3 separate regions of the Mus musculus genome follow, and all the other regions are linked to region 1. The links are chromatin contacts, called in public Hi-C maps. All regions are on one chromosome and are shown on one strand. Each heading gives the region's core, a stretch centred on a gene start, on an enhancer-like site or on the middle of the called end of the contact. The rest is flanking DNA. Distances are from core to core; before and after follow the strand shown. Region 1 holds the start of Adgrl3 (adhesion G protein-coupled receptor L3). Region 2 holds the start of 1700017L05Rik (RIKEN cDNA 1700017L05 gene). Region 3 has its middle 130 kb from the start of Gm34912.

The links. A called contact is a pair of places that touch in the nucleus more often than the background predicts.
Region 2: a Hi-C map of cortical neurons shows a contact between it and region 1, with 8 times the contacts expected there. The contact joins the promoter of 1700017L05Rik here to the promoter of Adgrl3 in region 1. A contact is called at or near these places in 4 of 39 promoter capture datasets (cranial neural crest, hippocampal neurons, maxillary cranial neural crest and 1 more), 9 of 484 Hi-C or Micro-C datasets (cerebellum, cerebral cortex, cortical neurons and 4 more) and 2 of 115 datasets of contacts at active chromatin or transcription factors (embryonic forebrain and forebrain).
Region 3: a contact with region 1 is called in a Hi-C map of cortical neurons, with 6 times the contacts expected there. The contact joins the enhancer-like site here to the promoter of Adgrl3 in region 1. A contact is called at or near these places in 3 of 39 promoter capture datasets (cranial neural crest, frontonasal cranial neural crest and maxillary cranial neural crest), 6 of 484 Hi-C or Micro-C datasets (cerebellum, cerebral cortex, cortical neurons and 2 more) and 1 of 115 datasets of contacts at active chromatin or transcription factors (embryonic forebrain).

Annotation. Positions count from the first base shown.
Region 1 is chr5:81,017,980-81,022,953 of GRCm38.p6, reverse strand. Adgrl3 (adhesion G protein-coupled receptor L3) reads right to left here and starts at 2,202. Exons shown (of 27, transcript NM_001359828.1): 1 at 1,609-2,202.
Region 2 is chr5:77,463,306-77,468,279 of GRCm38.p6, reverse strand. It overlaps 1700017L05Rik (RIKEN cDNA 1700017L05 gene), which reads right to left and starts at 2,792. Exons shown (of 2, transcript NR_131050.1): 1 at 2,463-2,792.
Region 3 is chr5:77,803,952-77,808,925 of GRCm38.p6, reverse strand. No RefSeq gene overlaps it. Among named protein-coding and RNA genes, the nearest start is that of Gm34912, 130 kb to the left of the region's middle. Within about 2 kb of position 2,300, at least 17 of the 459 cell types and tissues checked have an H3K27ac peak or open chromatin away from gene starts, as enhancers often do. A contact at or near this core is called in cortical neurons, where this site is marked.

The DNA of each region.
Region 1 (4,974 bases), core at 953-3,452:
TAAGCCACCCAGGAAAGTAAGCACAACAGCCACCAGCAGGTTCGGCTCTGAGGGAGACAGTGGCAAAGATGCTTACACTGTTGTTTACAATGTTCTCTAACTACTGCAGTCTGGGGCCATGGGAGCCTCAGGGAGGAGACACTCGGGAGGTGGCTCCCAAGCCTCCGGTTCTCCCAACTGCTCTCTCACTGGCTATCGATAAAAGCAACACACGTTTCTGTTCGGGCGAGGAATGTGGCCAGATCATTCCGGAGACCAAGGATTCTGTGGGGGCTATACTTGATTACCGCAAATCTGCGAGAGGCGACTGCTCTAGCAGGTCTAATCAAGGCCAATCTGGGATACGGTGGAGCGCTGCACCAGCAACTCCAAACATTGCACGCATCTCTAGGGGAGAGGGAACCTGCCGCCAGGCTTCCTCGCAACCCCACCGGGGGCCCTCTGGGCCTTCTCAAACCAGCTTTTCCAGCTAAGCAGATCCCAAGCGATTTCTATGAACAAGCTTGACCTAAGTAGCTTCAGCTCTCCTATCCCTGCACAGGTCTGCCCGCCACCCTAAGCGCACAGGATCCTAGACACACAGATACCACGCACGCCGACCACTGGTCAACTACCCTTCCAAACAGTGGGCTGCATTGCTGGATATCCCGCATGCCCAGCAGCCTCCTCTGGGCTAGAACCAGAGGCTGTCCAGTGCTGGTCCTCGCGCTCCACTTGAGCCCAGAGACTGCCCATCTCCCAAGAGAAGCACCCAGGTGCAAGCTCGCCTACCTGTAACCCGCCACCAGGGCCACCACTGCTCTGCCCACCGCACCCCGGCGCCGCGGACGCCCGACCCATTGAACATCCTCTCCACACTGGGTGCTCACTCCTGGCACAGCTCAACCCCGTGACACTCACGAAACTGACCAGCTTTCTCTAGCTAAATCGCTCAACAAAGCCTAGGCACTCAGGTCGAAATCAAACTGCCCGGCTGGAAGATACTCAAGAGAGATTTTTGGAGGCAACCCGATTCCACTTCTCAGGGGCGCGACCTGGGCAATCTCAGCCACCTTGGATGTTCCAAGGCAGGCGTCTAGGGAGGATCAACCAGGCTCACCACCACACATTCGCCATCACCCCGAACTGCGCTCCTCACCCGGTCCCTGTTCGTCCTCCAACCCGTTCCCACGTCCAGTGTTGCTCCAGACTAGCGGAGAAAAGGCGCCCCCTTGGCTGCTTTCTGCCCCTACTAAAGGACGGCATTGGGGTGACAGGGCAGGGAAAATGCGCGGGGTGGGATTCGTTCTTGTCACCCGGCGTGTGCGACTGACAGTGCGCTGGTTCTCTTCTCCTCTATATCTCCCTCTGGCACCTAATCGCCCAGTAGCTGATAAAACCTCGAACCCATGCCAAACCCCAGCGCCCACCAGCCAGGAGGCTCCCTTCCCGCCCCGCATCACGATCAGATGAGTGTGCGCATGAGGGCGAGTGTGCGAAGGCGAATGTGTGAGTGGAAGGGTGAGTGTACGTGAACCCCGCACCCCCTCGGTTGCCAGCCCATCGGATGCCGCCGCCTGCGCCCGACCAGGGCGACCACAATTATGAAGAGTGCAAAGAATAAATTACCTTTCGTAACCGCCGGTCCCTGAGATGGTCCCATCAGTTGCTCAACAACCTGCAACCCGGTGCAGTTTTCCACAATCCATCCATTGAGCCCCGGGGCACACACACACACAAAAAAAGAAGAAATAAAAAAAGAAGAAGAAAGAAAAAGAAAACAGAAAAAAGATGGACCTGTCCCACTGTAGACACCCCAGTCACACCAAGCAACGACTGATCAAACCGCAGAGACGACAGGAGGGTGGAGACCCCAGTCAAAGAAACAACAAAAAGTGTCTCTTTTCCTTTCTTCTTCTACACAGCCATGGAGAAAGGGGAAGCCGGGAAAGCCAATGCTAGTCTTCCTTTACGTTTCCTCGCTTCACACGCCCCAGGGGGGCAAAAGCGGAGCAAAGAGAAGGAGGGTTCAAATGTCTCTCTCAGGGCACAGTTGCACAACTTCGGAGTCAGGCTGTGTCTCTCGCTGCAGCCGGTGGACCCAAGCGGGAGCTATTAACATGCGGCAGTCATAACCAGAGCTGCTTTCCCTCCTCCTGCAGCCGCCGCCGCCGCCGCCGCCGCAAGAAAAGCAGCTGCTGAGGAGACCAAAAATCTTCCACCATCCCCCCCCCCGCAGCCGATCTTTATATCCAGTTCTCCCACCCCACCCCCCTTCTCTTTCTTTTTCTTCTTCTTCCTCGTCCTCCCCTTTCCGCCTCCGAGCGAGAGGGAGGGGATAGGTAGGGGCAGCGGCGAGGACCAGTAGTGGCTTCTCCGCCCAGTCCTCCTCGCCGTCCTCCTCCTGCTGCCCCCGAGGTGCTCCGGCAGCAGAGGGTCCGCTCTGCCGCCCGCAACCCGCTCCGAGAGCCCAGGCGCGAGCCGCGCAAACTCCTTGCCGGGTGCACGGCGTGGACGCGCGGGCAGAGCGGGCGCCGGGTCGCCGAGGGTTGCGTGCCTGCCGCGGGGGGCGAGCCCCGAGCTCCGGTGGTCGCCTATCAGCTCGCCGGCCAGGCCGGGTAGCTTCGGGCATGCGGGAGCTTCATCGCCCGGCCCGGGGTCTGAGCCGATGCCGTCACCGCCAACCTCCTCCTCGGCCGCCGGCTTCGGTCCTCTTTTTTTTTTTTTTTTAATTTTATTTAATTTTATTTTTTTCTCTTCTGGACTCCCCACCGGAGCCACTGAGGCTCGGGGCGCCCTCCAGACACGCACACGCTCTTCCCCTCGCGCGCACACACAGGGGCGAGCTCCTGCCCCAGCACACCGTGCAGCCCGCGCGCGCACACCCGGAGGGAGAAGACTGAGGCCAACGAAATAAATAAATAAATAAAAGAGAGAGCGAGAAGAAAGAAAGGGGAGGGGGGGGGGCGAGTCACAGGCGGTGGCGGCGGCAGCAGCAGCAGTAGCAGCTGCGGGAGCGGAGGCAGCGCGCAGTCCGCGAGATGCCAGCAGCGGCGGCGGCGGCAGCGGTGGCGGCGTCGCCCTCCTGGCCCGGCCGTGCCATCTGCATCCCCGCTCCTGGGAACTGGAGCGAGCGCTGCGGGCCGAGCGGGCGGAGGGGGCGGTCGCGCCCGCAGACAGGCAGCGTGAGCGCAGCGGCCAACGCAGCCGAGGCCCGAGTGAGCCTCTGGCGGGGTGACGGGGCGAGAGAGCTCCCAGGACCAGGGAGGGGGGCTCCAAGGCCGGGAAAGGGGCGGCCGGCAAAACCCGGATCTGGAGTCCGCGAGGGCTCCGCGGGCGCGGGCTCCACCTAGCCGCTCCGCAGAATCTTGGAGGTGGGAACCGTGGGGCGGCTAAGGGAGGCTTCCCTTGCAGGGTTTGTCAGACAAAGGGTATCTCTCTCCTGGATAGGAGCATCTCTCTCTCTCTCTCTCTCTCTCTCTCTCTCTCTCTCTCTCTCTCTCTCTCTCTCTCTCTCTCTCTCTTCTCTGCTCTCCATTTCCACTCATCTCTAGCCCCCCCCCCTCTCTCCACTCAATCTCTTCACTCTCCCTTCCTCCCTCCCGTTCTCCTCCTCCCCCACTCTTCTGCTCTAGGTGAATGAGGTACCAGGCTGGGAGTTCTGCCAGTGTCTTTTTTTTTTTTTTCAGGTGCAGATTACTCCACGTGTTCTTTATGCGGGTGCTGACTTCTAAAGCATTGCCTGCTTTGAGTCCATTTTATGTTTCTTGAAACTTACCTCAATGTACAAGTTCATTGCAAAATTGAAAGCACACCTTTCTACGAAAAGATAGGACCTAGAGACTCAATGATTTTGATTTCACTACAATAAAAATTACCATGAAGGATATAGAAAACTGTCTTGGTTCTATCTCCATGCCTTCTGCTGTGATAAAGTTTGCCCACGTGACCTTCATCAACTAATTGTACCTCTTTGGGATGCTTTTGTAAATGAAATTGTTAAAAAATGTCTTTCTTTCTTCCTTCCTTCCTCCCCCCCTCCCCCCCCCCGCTTCTCTCCTATAACATTTTATCGCTTCAAGGACTGTGGATGTAGTTTCTATATAAGCATAGTCTAGTGACTAGGATTTATTGTATGAAACCAACAGGTACATCACATTCCTATTCAGGTCTCCCAAGTTGAATGAGGCTGTATAGTGAGGCAGTATAGTGTCATAATGATCTCCTGGCCTGTGGGAATTTGCAAGTTGGAAACTACAACCCCAGCAGATCTGTAAAGCTAACCATCATCGTAATTATCTGATCATCCCTGACACAAGAATGAATTTCTTTCATTCTTCAAAGCTCAACTCACATGCCAGATTTTCTTTTTTTTCTTTTTATTTTTTTATTACGTATTTTCCTCAATTACATTTCCAATGCTATCCCAAAAGTCCCCCCTACCCTCCCCCCCCACCAGATTTTCTAAAGAACCCCTTTCTTAGCTATCCCAAGGTGAGAAAAAGCCTTTGTAACATATGGTATATGCTACACACACCATAGCCATTATCTTCTCTGCTACAGTTTGGATCCTAAGTATCCACCAAAGGACTTTATGTTAAAGGCTGGTCTCCAGCTACTGATGATTTTGTGGGGTAGTAGAATTTTTAAGAGGTTGGCTTGCTCTAAGGATGTTAGAACCTTGAAGATGGAACCTTGTAGAGGATCCAGGGACCTTCCCACCAAGTACCCTGTATCCCAGTCACGGAGGTGAACAGCTTTGTTTTGTTATACAATCAGAGGTATTGTTTTGTATCGTAAATATCAAAACAACAAAGACAATTAGGCTTAGACTGAGGCCTCCAAAACTGTAAGCCAAAATGAACGTTCCCTCCCATGAGGTTACTTTTATAGGCATGCTGTCATGGGGAACGAAAATGTGACTAAGCAGCTAACTAGCTCACACAGCACTGTGATGGTACCTCTACCACAATGCCTATGTTGTCCTGCTTATTT
Region 2 (4,974 bases), core at 1,543-4,042, 3.6 Mb after region 1:
AGAGAAAAGGATGGCTTGGATGGGAACCAGGGACAGACATGATACAGAGGCTTTCTAGAGCGGTGGGTTCTCAACCTACGGGTCATGACCCCTTTGAGGGTCAAACGACCCTTTCAGAGGGGTCACATATCAGATATCCTATGTATCAGATATTTACATTATGAGTCCAAACAGTAGCAAATTACAGTTAGGAAGTAGAAACAAAAGTAATATTATGGTTTGGGGGGAGTCACCACAACATGAGGATCTGTATTGAAGGGTCACAGTTTTCAACTTTCTAATGCCCAAGGCACTTCAGGTCAACCCCCTGTAGTTTAAACCGAGCTAGAGTCCAACAGGCTGATCAGAGATGGCTCTGCCCAGGAGGTGAACTGGGTCCTACGGCTGAAAAGGACTTGAAGGTCACAGAAGAGGGCTTCCGCCATGATGGAAGTGCTATCTATAGAGCCAAAGCTGCTTCTCGGATTAAATCTACTAACAAGTCAAGCTCTGAGGGCTTTGAAGACGATGGATTTGAGCACCTGTGCCCAGGCAGGACTCAGTGACAGACTGCAGAAGAACTAAAGGCACCCAGATTCCTCAGGGACAGAGGCATCCCAAGAAGGTGGATGAAAATAACTTTGTATCTCTTTTGTGTCCTCCCCACCTCCAAGAAGCAAAACGACTTCATTCCCCCCAGATCCTGGCTTCTCAAAGGCTGCAGATTGCCTCAGGTTCTGTGACTTCCTTCCTGTGTGTTCTTAAGTCTTAAGTCCCAGCAGCTGACCCTCCTCAGCTCCATTTGAAGAAACAGGTTCAGCCTAGAGCATTCCACTAAGGGCTTTGTGAACATGATTGACATTCAGAGACCTTTGAAGGGAGATGCCCAGAAAGGTGAGGGGCTGGAAATCCTGCCACATGAAAGCAATGGCAGCACCTAGCTTGAAACAGAGAAATCTCAAATCACCCAGAGTCAGTGCACTTAGACAGCCAGTCAAGGCTCACTGGAAGAATTCTTGGAGGAAGGTGAATATGTTCAACATACAATATGTACCTCTATCAAAATTTAAACATAAAATAAGTATGTTTTTAATATCTATGGACCGAAAAGATATCCAGCGTTCTCCTGTTGTCCTGTTTCTTCTCCCACATAAATATTGACTCCTAAATTGCTAAATGCAGGCTTGGCTGCTACCACTTCATTTGTTTCCCTTCCCACCCAGTGACACTTCAGATCCTGCACAAGCAGGATTTGCGATATATTCACAAACAGAACTGGGAGACGGTTCAAAGCTGCAGGAGGCGTGGTCATTAGGAGCACGGGTATATCCTTCTAAGCTGGCTCTGAGGTCAGTGCTTATGACAAAGATGAAGTGAGACGTTGGCATATTTGGGGAAGGGCAGAGAAGTTGGTGCTGTGATAACAGACTTGAGCTGCAAAGGGCAGCCTTTAAGGAAGGAATGGAAAAACTATAATCTACAGCCTAGGAACACTTATTAAGATGAGATTTAACCAAAGACCATAAAATCTTAAACGGTAGATAATAAGGTCAAGCCAAGTTACTATTTTCAGCTCTGAACAGATGACGAGACAGGAGGGCATAAATGAGAATTAAAAGAAGAGAGATTCAGAATAGATCAGAAGGTTACCAAAAATAATCAATGGCTGAAATGACTTTCTGGACTCGTTCACTTGTGCTGAAAATATTGAGTCATTGAAAAAGTAATGAGATGATATTCTTGGGAAATGGAATAGTTAAAATGAATGGGTTCAGACGGAGCCAAAGACTTTAATCATCCTAAAAAGAAACACTGGCTAGGGCAAGCTGAGGTTTCAATCTAGGGAGATAACAAGGTAGAGGCTAAGAGGCCTTTGCTTCCTACATTCCACGGGATTAGCAACCCCTTCAAAGGTGCAATACTACCAAGTACTCCCAAGGCCTGCTGTGAATGGTGCATCCTACCGGATGCTAGCAAGAGAAATGAGCAAGGCACACACTAGAAGAGAGAGCTGTAGAGCCACTGTCAGCCAAGCTCCCACGCACCTCTGAGATCATCCCAGTGAACCTGCAAAGGGCCATATCTTCTCACTCATAGTGTCAAGGACTGAACAGTCTAGAAGTCTGGATCTGCCATTGGGCACTTGTAATTCTTAGAGAGCTCCTGTCACCTCTGCAGGCTCCAGCCTCCTGCTCCTTCCTTATTGGATCTCCTCATCTCCTCTAGAACTAGACCTCATGTGTCTGCTTCTGCTTCTCCATGGCAACCCATCAAACACAGGCAGTGTAAGGTGGGCCTTCTTGCTTCCATATTAAATACTGTCATATCCTTCATATGACATGATTTCTAGACGCTTTGCCTTCCTGGCCATCCATCTTCCCTCAAAAGACTCTAAGCATCAATCACTTATGCACACACACACACACACACACACACACACACACACACACGAGTGACCCCGTATAGTAGTTATTGATACATGCCTATTAATCTGTATCCTTTCGCTGTACAAACCATATCTGTGAAGACAACAGCCTTGCTAGATCCTGAGAGTCCCTCTAGGGAATCATCAAACCCGAGGGTAGTACTGGAAACCATCATATGTGTCCCAGGGACAGCCTTTGGCAGGGATGGGCTGTGACGAGCATCTTTGTAGAAAGACAGGGAACAGATTCCCCCCAAGCCTTTGTACCATACAGAACTCTCCTCTGGCAGACCCACGGGCCTCTCATTTGGGACAACTAGGATGGGAAGGAGACAGTGGCAAAAATTCACACAGACCTCCCCATCTGGTGTTCATTCCAGCGTCTGCCGCTCGGTAAGCAAATGTGTTGGCGGGATTCAGGGTTCTCATTGTGACGTAATACATACTCAATTGTCAGAAATCTGGACAGCAGAACGGGGTGTGTAAGAACCAGTTCGTCAGGACCCCACCACCCACGGAAAGCATGACTAAGACTGTGCTAGAGGATTTTTGCCAGTCCGTTTCTTTTTCATGAATATGTAGCTGTGTCCCCAGTGAGACATAACTTTATCATATTTTGTTAGCAAGAAAATCTGCAAGTTAGAAGTCGCCGGCCACTTTCATGTCTAACAAGCCATCTTGGGACACTTTTTTTGCCTCCTGGAAACAATCAACCTGAGTTTCTTTTGGCTTGAGGTTTTCAGATGAAAGTACCCAGCGTCCAGAGACCAGGATGGCAGCCAGGGGGCAGTGTTTCTCTCGACATACACTGCTCTCCACCGCTCCCTCCAAACTGAAGCCACCGTGCCTGGGACTGGTGGAGACAGTGTGAAAGAGGCCTTGACAGGCCCTCGGGATAGCATACAAGGTCCGCTGGCTGTGTCTTCTTCCATTCACTAATAATAGGTTCAGCTGGTCTAAGGCGGGTGCCTCGGTCACTAACTGTTGATGTTTGAAGGTGTTCAGGGCTCAGCCCTGTGCTGAGACTGGAGCCTTGTACGGTATACCATCACAGCATCGTGGGCCTGATTTAAATATCAGCTACATCGGGACCCAGAGCAATGTAAATGGGGAGATAGAACTGGACGGGAAGTTCCTTCACGATAGGCTCGAAAAGTCACCAATAGTCTTGACAGGAAACTCCGAGAGCCACAAGGACTGTACAAGGTTCAGCCTGCCAGCGTTTTATCATGGATTAGAGAGGAGCTCCTTGTATCTTCGGCTCTCCACAGAGCATATCCGCAGTCCATGACAGGGGTGGGGGGTGGGGGTGGTTTCTTCAGTGGAGAAGCCATTGATAAACCACACATGCTCCAAATAACCTCTCACCCATACAAGGAATCTTAATTGGATTCAGTAAGTCAAACACACACACACACGGGGGGGGGGGGGCATCAAAGTAGGATGGGGGCTTGTTGGAAAGTGGGGGGGGGGGTTCAACAGGAAAAGGAAGGGGATGAGACAGGGAAGAGTGTAAAAAGGACTAAAATTTATGATAGACATTGAGGAAACTGTCAAAAATAAATACGAACGATTCTTAAGACTCATTATTTTAATTATGAGTATATGTGGGAGAGGTATGCACCCCTCAGTGCAGGTGCCTGTAGAGATCAGATGAAGGTGTTGTGTGCCCTGAGTGTGGAATTGCGGGTAGTTGTGAGCCTTCTGGTCTTGGTGCTGGAAATCAAATTCTAAACAACTCTTAACCTCTGAGCTACCTTTTAAGCCCAGTAAACAAAATTAGTTTAAAACAACCAAAGCAATAGGTCACTCCCAGCCTACTGACCTGAGCCCAGTGGCCAGACCACACACAGAGACACAGCTGGATGCAGTGGCACACATCTGTAATCCCAGCACTCTCACCACAAGATGCCAGGCAGAGATGAGAGAATCAGCCAGACCCGGAAGTTCACAGACCAGGCAGCCTGGACTACACAGGGCTGTGGCAGAAACAAGACAAACTCTCCCCTCAACAAAGTGGAAGGCAAAGAACCCATTTCCTAAACTTCCTCTCTGACCTCCACCACATGCATGTAGCACACATGTGCACGCACACACTAAATTTAGAAAAGGCAGACTCTGGATGCAAGTAGAAATATATCTGGATGTACACACGTGCACATAAGGGAAATACGAGGAGGGTGGAGGTCAGAGGAAGAGGAAGGGATGGAAGAGGGTGATGGGCAAAGAGGAAGGAAGCATCGGGTTCACTTATATGCAGAACAAATGCTGTGTGTGTGTGTGTGTGTCTGTGTGTGTGTGTGTGTGTGTGTGTGTGTAGGGGGGACATAAAAGCAGGGGACTGTCTGGGTGAAGAGGATCATAAAGCAACAGAGAAAAGAGATATAGAAAATGGAGAGAAATGTGAGCAAAGTACAAATATATATACATATATATACACATATACATATATATACATATATATACATATACATGCATGCATGTATGAAAATGTCATCATGAAAACCCTTACTTTGAATGCTAACAAAAATATTAATCCATCATTTTGAAAATACACATATAATAGCAAA
Region 3 (4,974 bases), core at 1,051-3,550, 3.2 Mb after region 1:
GCCCTGAGCAAGTGTCCCCTCACAGAGCTCAGTCTACTGCATGTAGATAATGAGATGCCTATCTGTCCTCTTCCCAGCCTCCTTGATCTCTCTCTCTCTCTCTCTCTCTCTCTCTGTCTCTCTCTCTCTCTCTCCCTCTCTCTCTCTCTCTCTCTCCCTCTCTCTCTCTGTGTGTGTGTGTGTGTGTTTAAATCATGGACTCTTTGGTTCATAACATGTTGTAAACAATTTCCTAAGAATAAATATGAATTCATCTGAGGAATTCTGTAGTCTCATTAACTACTTTTTGCCTTTTCTCTTTTTGAAAATTCATCTTTAATTGAAAGAGAGTTGCATCACCCCCTCTTTTCTTCCCTCCAGCCCCTCCAACACCTTCTTCCAACACACCCCATACTCCCTTTCTCAAGTCGACACCCTCTTTCTCTTTGATTATTGCTATTACATACACACATATATAGGTATGTGTGTCCACACATGAATATATAGATAGAACCTGTTGAGTCATTTTTTTGTTTGTGTGTTTATGGCTATGTGCTTTCAGAGCTGACCACTCTACACTGGACAGCCAATAAACTAGGTTCCTTCCTGGGACAGGCTAATAAAGAATCTATAACATGATAAAAAATAATTTGTTGCTGTTGTTGTTGTTGTTGTTGTCGTTGTTGTTTCTTCCGTAACTCACTTTTTTCTTTGCCGTCCTCATTTCTTGTTTGTAACTAGTACACAAGTAAAGGGTTTCCTTCGCTTGCCAACACTTCGTTTTACCTGATTGTCCTTCTCCCTTGGTCCCATCCCCCATTCCCTTGCCCCATTCACTTTGATTTCTTAAAACTACAGCGTTTGGCTGAAAATCCTCTCACCTAACCTTATTTCCTTCCAAAAATCAGGATGCCCTGTTCCCACTGATCTCCTTGCTCATCACCCTGTCTTTGGAATGGTTGTCCCCTAAACTAGTCACAAAAGACCTTGTGAAGCTGGACCTCTTCTGCCCCCTGGTGGTCATAGCCAGCATCTGTCTGAATCCTTCTAACTCTTAAGCCCTGTCGTTTTCCAAATCAAAGCTGAAGGATCACCATTTTGAAGTGGAACAACAATATGAACCAACCAGTACCCCCTTGAGCTCCCAGGGACTAAACCAACAACCAAAGAGGGACTCAAAGCTCCAGCCGCATATATAGCAGAGGATGGCCTTGTGGGACATCAACGAGAGGAGAGGCCCTTGGTCCTGTGAAGGCTCGATGCCCCAGTGTAGGGGAATGCCAGGACAGTGAATCAGGAGTGGGTGGGTTACTGAGCAAGGGAAGGGAAGGTGGGATAGGGTGTTGTTGTTGTTGTTTTGTTTTGTTTTGTTTTGTTTTGTTTTGTTTTGTTTTTTGGAGGGGAAATGAGGAAAGGGGATAACATTTGAAATGTAAATAAAGAAAAGATCTAATAATAAACAAACAAACAAACAAAGTGGAGACAAGCCAGACAGACCTCTCTGTAGCCTTTCTCATATAATCCTGTTCCTTCTTTCTTCTTCTATCTTTCATTTCTTCAGCTTTCCCATTCCCTTGTCAATGCTTTGGGCACACACACACACACACACACACACACACACACACACACACTGAAGTTTCTATCCTCACTACTCAAAGTTATCAGTTTAGTCTTGTTGATAAACCGGCCGAGGCACTGCCTGAAGCCTGTGATTTTATGGGACTCAGGAAATGACACCCGAATTCTATCTTCCTGTCTCGTAAACTCTCTTCCATGGCTATTGACAGTTCTTAGTTTATTAAATAAAGATATACTGAGCCTGTTTAGTGTAACAAGCACATTGCCAGGCACCAAGATGCTTCAGTGAACAAAATGCAGGGCCAATACTTTTATTCCACAATTAAGGCTTCCTTTACATGCAAATGTGTGTAGATTTACATAAACACTGAATTATTCATGTATGCTTTCAGATTTCTCTGTGTCGGTCTCACTTTGGTAGGCATAGAGGAGGAGCTGTTTAAGAAACAGGGCTAGCCCCTTTCTGGCTCTCCTATGATCAAAACATAAAAGCTCTCATAGTAGCATAATTTGATAGAGAATGTACCTACTTTGAAGCCACACAGACACGGGTTTAAACGTTGGCTCTGTTATTCACAAGCTCTGTGACCTTGAGCCAGATCATTAACCTCTCTGAATTTCTCTGCTTTCATCTGCAGAAACAGAGAAATCGATATCAATTTATCTGGATTGTAGAGAGATCACATGTGCAGCCCCTGTGCAGAATCTGGCACAGAAAGAGTCTCTGCAAATGTTAGCCTCCTTGTAATTCCCAGAGCAGCCAGGTTTGTGGCCAGAGACCGACCCGGGAGCCAGAGTGATGCTAATAACCCGGGCACCGAATGGCAGGAGTTGCAGTAATGAGGGATGGAGATTTTTGATTTCACAATTAGAGTTGTTTCCACGATGAGCAAAATTGCCAGACCTCATTTGTGGCCTGATCATACCTACTCCACTAGTGAGCACAGCCTGGTTTGGCTGCTCAGGGTGCCAAACACAGCAGCTCACTTCTCCCAGGGCTCTGGAAGCTGCTAGGGGCATTGGGTTTTCACACATGGGCTTGAACAAAGGCTTGGCTAAGGAGTTGTCAGACTCTGGAGAGTTGGAGAGAGAGAGAGAGAGAGAGAGAGAGAGAGAGAGAGAGAGAGAGAGAGAGAGGGAGAGGGAGAGGGAGAGGGAGAGAGAGAGAGAGAGAGAGAGAAAGCAGGCACTAAAGGAAGGAAAAAACCCTACCCTGTGTCATTTTCCATGTCTGATGTCATTCTGTGTCATTTTATTTACTGCCTCTAGGAAATCAATTAAAACAGCGCTAATTTATGGGTCTTAATGAACAAGGTATTATGCAAACTGTTTGTAAGCATGGCAGGCTTCTGGAGCTAGAGAACGCTCAAAAGCACAGTCACCTGATGCGACATTCTCTTGCTGCCATCTTCCCTGCCAGATGCCGCAATGGCATGGGAATGAGCAGGGCACCCTCATAACTGGAGCTCGGGATGGGGTCTGTGTACCAGGTGGGATTCGAGAATCCATGATGTGGGCAGACAATGAAGGGTGCAATCTTCTAATGGGGACTCCTCTAATATATAAAGTAAATCTTATTGTGGATTCTTTCAGTAAACATTATTTCTTGGGCTCTTAGGGACAAGAGAGATAGAGAGGAGCAAGCTACATATAGGGTGTGTGTGTGTGTGTGTGTGTGTGTGTGTGTGTGTGTTACAGAGAGAGAGAGAGAGAGAGAGAGAAAACACATGGGTACATACACACACACACACACACACACACACACACACACACACACACACACACACACCAAATGTCTAACCAAAGCTTCACTTGAGTATTTTAAGTTGACAGGCAAGAGACAGACTTAAGGCACCACTTGCTTCTCTGTTGCTCCCTCAGACAATCTCGTACCAGATGGCAACACATTGCCTTAAAAGTTACCTTATCCCAGCTTGGAGCCTAGCTCTGGCTTGTAGTAGACATAGCCCCAGCATTTGTTTAAAAAAAAAAAAAGGATTCAATTTAGAAGTGGGGCCATTGTTTTAACAGTCCTTGGGTACAAATGAGTATGACAATAAATTATGACTCGGTGACATCATAACACGGTAGCAAAATAAAACTGGCTAGACAGGGTTGGCCCTGCTGGAAGAGATGCCAGTAACTCTGCTGCTCCCTGCTATCTGTAATATTCAATCCATTTTTACTCCCAGGAGAGACTGGACCATCATGGAGAAACTGAGGCAATACCACAATCTCATGCCTTTTTTTTTCTGTGTGTTTGTTTTGGTTTTGGGAGTCAGGGTCTCACTCTATAATCCAGGGTAGTCCAGAACTGTATATAGCCCATGTGACTACAAACACTTGGCAATCCCCCTGCCTCGGCCTCCCGAGCACTGTGATTACAAGCATGAGCTGCCCGTACCCAAGTCCCTCTCATGATTTCTTACCAATATACATTGCCTCTGCTCAGAGTTAGCCTTGAGCTCTGGAAAAAATGGGCCAGACTGCTGAGAGGCAACTGTCTGGGTTCCCCATCCAGCTTAGCTCAGCCACTCACAGGATATGGCACTGAGCACAATGATTGAGCTCATGTCTCAGGACAAGAAAAGGGAGGCATATCCTACGGCCTTCCCCAACGCCTCTTTGAGAGATGGGATGCAAAGAAGGAACTATGTGCATCTACACTTCACCTGCGTTTAGTACCAGCGTTATCCCAGCATCAGGATGGCTAAAAGTCCCGTATGATAAAAAGAGGTGAAAAAATGCCAAGAAGAAAAAAAATCAGCTCATGAAGAATGTTCCCTAGCTCCGGCCACCTCAGGCAAGGCCTGGCGGGGAGTGGTAATTACCGTAATTAAAACCAAGTTTCAGTGTCTCTGCGAAGCAGGTAGGACAGAGCCACTCGTCAGAATTTCAGTCTTGTGAGAAAGCGGTGCTGTAATAGGCCATAAAATTGTTCTAACCTTCCTTCCCTAAGCTGTCACATGTGGCCAGATCGATGGCTCCCTGGCACCTGCTGTGGTAGTAATTCCTGCTTGCTTTCAGCAGCCCCTGTGGGCTGCTGCAGTCCACAGCCAAGAACAGCTCCGGGGACTGATAAAGAGACATGACTGCTAGAGGCACGAGCAAGGCTGAACTGAGGGCAGGGGGATGGAGGGCAAGGCAGTGGGCCTGGGGCAAGGGACAGAATCGAGGTGGACAAAGAAAATCGGGCTGGCTGGGACATGAGCCACTCCTCCTTCAGTATCTCTCTGACCCCGGAAAGAGAAATAACAACAGAAAGCATGTTAATAGCAGCGAGATATGGAAGCAATCCTTTCTCTTCACCACTTTGCACAGGGCCTGGGTGACACCATAACCTGATTTGTGTTCTCTGTACTCCCTGGTATTTGGCGCCCAGGTCTCTTCTTTCGTTTTCTCTCCAACCTTTTAAAG